2 separate regions of the Capsicum annuum genome follow, and region 1 is linked to region 2. Evidence: chromatin contacts called from public Hi-C data. All regions are on one chromosome and are shown on one strand. The core of a region is the stretch at or near the end of the contact, and the rest is flanking DNA. Distances in the headings are between cores, read along the strand shown.

Evidence for each region. Hi-C and Micro-C count contacts between places; a contact is called where the count stands out from the background.
Region 1: a contact with region 2 is called in a Hi-C map of leaf, with 5 times the contacts expected there. The contact joins the promoter of LOC107848009 here to the promoter of LOC107847622 in region 2. A contact is called at or near these places in 3 of 5 Hi-C or Micro-C datasets (bud, leaf and placenta).

The regions. Positions count from the first base shown.
Region 1 is chr11:36,159,519-36,162,521 of UCD10Xv1.1, forward strand. LOC107848009 reads right to left here and starts at 1,685. Exons shown (of 3, transcript XM_047398726.1): 1 at 1,527-1,685.
Region 2 is chr11:35,890,181-35,892,985 of UCD10Xv1.1, forward strand. It overlaps LOC107847622 (pyruvate dehydrogenase E1 component subunit alpha, mitochondrial), which reads left to right and starts at 1,441. Exons shown (of 8, transcript XM_016691993.2): 1 at 1,441-2,266. The coding sequence starts at 1,579.

The DNA.
Region 1 (3,003 bases), core at 435-2,934, 270 kb after region 2:
AAGTTGGGGTCGGCTATATAAATCCCCATTTCTTCATTTAAGCTCAAATCATATCATCATCATCATAAAAAATAAAATAAAACTGCAAAATACGTTAAAACTAGATACAAATAATACCACTAACAAAAATAAAAGTTGCATACTAGTCTAACATATATACTCAAGTAGTGACTATCACCTATAGGTCTTTTTCTTCCATTGTCCTATCTTTAGCTAGGTCCATATTGATGCCAAGCATTTGGAGGTCTTTTGAGATCGCTTTCTTCCATGTGATTATAGGTCTACCCATCCCCTGTTGACATCTCAACTTATCATAGTATCAGACTTACGGACCGAGCGTCTATATGTTGGCACAGAACATGTCCACACCATCTCAAACAACCTTCTCGCATTTTATCCTGAATGTGTACTACTTGCACCTTCTGGTGAATGTGGTCATTTCTAATCTTATATGACCGCATATCCATCTTAGCAACTGCATCTCCACAACACTCATCTTGTGGATATGTTGGACTTTTAGCAACACAACATTGACTACCATATAAAATAGTCGGTCTTAAAGTTATCCTATAGAACTTACCTTTCACTTTAGTAGGTATCCTTCTATCACATAATACCCTGATAGCACTTCTCCCTCACAACCATATAATTTTAATCCTATTAGTAACATCGTCATTTATCATTTCATTCTCTTGAAACAAGTCTAGATATCTACATTGTTTACATTTTGGCAGTATAGTCCCATCTAGTCTCACCTCAACTTTTCTCCTCTCATGCCAACTAAACCTATAATGCATGTATTATATCTCAATTCTACTTATCCAGAAAGCCTAAGGGATATTTAATACCTGATTTGGAGGTGTATTACGCAAGTATTAATTTTGTATAGCAAATACCATGTCTGGTTGCTTGTTAGAAGGTAAATTATTCATGTATAGAATTAACATTTGGTTTGCAATTTAGAGAATTTACACAGCTAATACAGGTATAAGTAATGAGAGAATCTTTATGTATTATTTTATGCAGAATAGAAGATGGAATAACTAATACATAAACAACTAAACTCAAACCCTGCATAAAATAATACAAGGTCCTAACTAATCCCTGCATAACTCTAATCAACTACCAAACGAACCCTTATCCTCTAAAGTACTTCTTCCAATATCAAGCTTTTGCTCAACACCTTCGCTAGTTTCGTCAATTAACACATAAATTGTTCAAATTACGATTTCTACGCAGAATAAAATAGTAATGAAAAATCTGCCAAAACAATAGGCATGATTTTTCTGATTGACATCTTATCAAACACTTTATAAACACATAAAGTAGCATTTCCCTAATTACTTACAATCCACACCAAAATTCAACACATAAAAAAACACACTTACATACACATAACACCAAGAATAACAAAGAGGCCCAATTACTAATTAAACCAAAACCTTAATTTCCTCTTATTCATATATATAAAAAAATCAATGAACAAAAAGATAAAAATATTAATCCAAAAAAACATGATTAATTACCTGTAAAGCAAAGTAATTAAGAGGAGAAATTGGATGTTTATTAGAAGAATAATTGGCGAAACATTTGAAGAACGGCGAGAGAGAGAGAATTTTCTAGGGTAAAAGGCTTTTATATTTTGACTCAATTGGCCTTTGTATATTATTAAAAACAAGAGAGAACTTCCCATATTAGTATATACTATAGAAATTTATTTGTATATGTTTCTTTAAGGAAAAATGTGTTTTTGCAATTATCCTGAATAAGAAATTATTACAATTTTTTTTTTTTTTTTTAAATCATGATGCGTGGGCAACACCTTGAATAAATTCATGGATTACTTATTACTTTTTATCAGCAATAAATACCTGGTAAACTATGCTCACCAAAACTAATACAAATGAGAAAAAGTTTATTTATATAAGCGTTTTTGTGATTTGCATATATTTTGGGGGAAATATGCGTTTTTGCAATTATCCTCAATAAGAAATGATGACATGTTGTTCGTAACCTTGGTGTTTGGCTCAGCTTTCACGAATCTTGATTATAGCTATGGTGTATTTGCCACATTTCCACCGGCAATAAATACTGGGTAACTCTATCCATGGGAGGATAATATATTTTTTCCCTCTGCTGTGATTTGGACCCTATACCTCAGGTTCTCAATTCACTTCATTGATCACTTATTAATTATTTTCTTACACCGTAAATATTGGTCATTTGTATTTTTAATCTTAATTTGCTTAGTAATTATTCAATTTAATTTATCTAAATCATTTGGTTAGATGAAATGGCGCTCTTTTGTAAAAGAATTTCATCATACAAGGGGTTAAATCCGTTTTAAAAAAAAATAAGAATATAGAATATAAAATTTATCAAGAATTCTGAATAATATGCGTATTGATTTTAAAATGTACTGAATATAGGTAATTAATGTAATTTACTCAATTTATGAGTTTGATAGACATGCCTTGAATGGAATGAAATTAATTAGAAAATCTAAAATGCATACGACAGAATGAACTAACCACCCTATCCTTGTTTGTACGCCAGAAAAAACTCTTGAAAGTATTACTATTAAAAATGATATGCATTAAACATTTACAACAACATATCCGGTGTATTCCCATAAAGTAACGTCTGGGGAGGGTACTGTGTACGCAGTCCATAACATTACCTCAGAGAGGCTGTTTCTAATAGACCCCCCACTCAAGACAAATAATAGTATAATCAATAAAAAACATAAAAGCACACAACAAAATTAGATAACACACTGCTAGCTAATATAGGAAACAAGACAACTAGAAGATAATACAATAAACTACCAATTTGAAATCATATACTTCACTGAAACATCACAAACAAGAAACTCCAAGCGCAAATACAAACAAAGCTCTCTCCCTATTGTTACGGACGAACTCCTACCCACTAACCATCTACCCTAATACGCATCCTCCACACTTTCCTACCAAAGGTCATGTCCTCCATAATTTATAACTG
Region 2 (2,805 bases), core at 191-2,690:
AGGTGCTCGGATACCCTAGTACGGAGGTGTGAGAGGTTGACTATGGATGATTTTAGGCAGGGTAGAGGTAGACCGAAGAAATATTGGAGGAAATTGATCAGACATGACATGGAGCAGCTACAGTTTACTGAGGACATGACTCTAGATAAAAAGGTGTGGAGGACGCGAATTAGGGTTGAGAGTTAGTAGGTGTGAGTGTGTCCTTTCTAGTAAGAAGGAGTGCATTGTTGTAGCCGTGTTAATAGTTATAACGCTATTCTCTTGTAAGTTTCTTGTTCACAGTGTTTTGGTGATATTTGTGGTTTCAGATGGATAGTTTATGGTACAACTTTGTGGTGTCTTGTTTTTGGTATTATCCATTGGTGTAGTATTTTGTTTTATTTTTTGTTTTTATTAGGTCTTTTTATACTATTTTTTTATCCTAAATCGAGGGTCTATCGAAAACAGTCTCTGTACTTCATCTGAGATAGTGGTATAAGCTGCGAACATTTACTTTCTCTAGACTTCATTTTGTGGAATGCACAAGGTATGTTGTCAACAACAACAACAACATACCCAGTATATTCCAGCCAAATGGGGTCTGGGGAGGATAAGTGTACACAGTCCATACAACTACCTCAAATGTGAGATAGAGAGGCTATTTCCGATAGACCCGTATTTCCGATAGACCCCCGACTCAAAATAGAACAATCTAAGATAATGAACAGTAATAGTAAGAATAGTAAAAGAACAAGACATGATAGGGATTAGCAAACTCAATAATACCATAAACAAGATACTTCAAGTAACACACCAAAAGATACCATACCCCAAACTCAGACTAACCTACTACCCTAATTTGCTGCCCCACAACTTCCTATCTAGGGTCATGTCATCGGTAAACTAGAGCTGCTCCATGTCATGTCCAATCACCTCCTTCTAATATTTCTTCGATCTACCTCTACCACGCTTGAAACTATCCCTAGCCAACCTCTCACACCTCCGCACTGAGACATTCGTGCTTCTCCTTATCATATGACCGAACCATCTCAACCTCATTTTCCTTATCTTGGCTTCCACCGAAGCCACACCCACCTTATCTCGCATAACCTCATTTCTAATTCTGTCTTTTCTAGTATACCCACACATCCACCTAAACATTTTCATTTCCGCCACCTTCATCTTCTGAACATGGGCCCTCTTAACAGGCCTTCACCTAAGCACAGGGTATGTTATCGTTATAAATATGCCTAATCAAATAATATAAGGACTAAAATTACAATTTATTATTAATCGAGGAACCAAACATGCAAATATGCTTATTTTAAACTATAGGAGCAATGCTACAACTACTGATATCGACGTAAAGCATCAGTAAGGAATATATATGCCTAATCAAATAATATAGGAACTAAAAAACACATTTATCAATAACTAAAGGACTAAATATTCAAATATGTTTATTTAAATAAATTAAATAAAAAAATGATGCCACTAGCTTCTATAATAAAATAAAATTTTCATCTTCCTTCTCCCCTCTCCTTTTTGGCACTCTCCAAAAACTCCTGTCCTTTCTCCACTTTCTCAACAAATCTCAAAATGGCTCTATCAACAAGCCGCCGAGCCATTAACCAATTCATAAAGCCACTCTCTTCCTCCGTGTACGCCACGCGCCGCCTTACATCGGACTCCACCGCCACAATCACCGTGGAAACAAGCCTCCCCTTCACTGCCCACAACATCGATCCACCATCGCGCTCAATCACAACATCCCCCAACGAACTCATGACATTCTTCTCCGACATGGCTGAAATGCGGCGGATGGAAATCGCAGCCGATTCGCTCTACAAAGCGAAACTCATCCGCGGATTCTGCCATTTATACGACGGACAAGAAGCCGTTGCAGTAGGGATGGAATCCGCTATAACACGGAAAGACTGTATAATAACCGCGTATAGAGATCACTGTATTTTTCTCGGACGTGGTGGGACGTTGTTGGAGTCATTTGCCGAGTTAATGGGAAGGAAGGAAGGGTGTTCGAGAGGGAAAGGTGGATCGATGCATTTTTATAAGAAGGAAGGAGGGTTTTATGGAGGACATGGGATTGTTGGTGCGCAAGTTCCCTTGGGAATTGGATTGGCATTTGCGCAAAAGTATTCGAAAGAGGAGTATGTTACTTTTGCTATGTACGGTGATGGTGCTGCTAATCAAGGGCAATTGTTTGAGGCTTTGAATATGGCTGCGTTGTGGGATCTTCCGGCTATTTTAGTTTGCGAGAATAATCACTGTAAGAAAAATGAACTCGGTTTTTCAATTGGTTGTAATACTTAAAATGTCTGTCATTTTTTGAATTGTTTTGTGTTTTGATGGTTGTTAGCTATTGTGTTGTGTTGTTAGTTTAAATACAATATTTGTTTTATTGTAAGGTGAGCTGCATATAGTAGGCCCTTGTGGTCCGGCCCTCGCCTGGGCCTGTGCATAACGGAGCTTTAGTGCATCGGGCTGTCCGTTTTTATCTTAATTGTTGCTTAAATTAATTTTATGGTATTGTTAAATCCTTGTTAGGTAACGACTAAAAGTCCCATTTTGTGTAACACCTATTTGGTCATTTGGTGTGATCACGCCCCTTATTTTTTTTTTTTCTCATTTTGTCCTTATTATTTAGTGATCATATTTTATCTTTTATCCTACCTTTTTATAGTAGCTCTACCTCGTAGCCTATTTTTCCTCTAGGTTTAGTGTTCAAGTTGTTGATGTTGTTAATATGTGGCATTATGCAATGACGGAATATTCATTAAAACAATACAGTATGATACAGTACAAAAC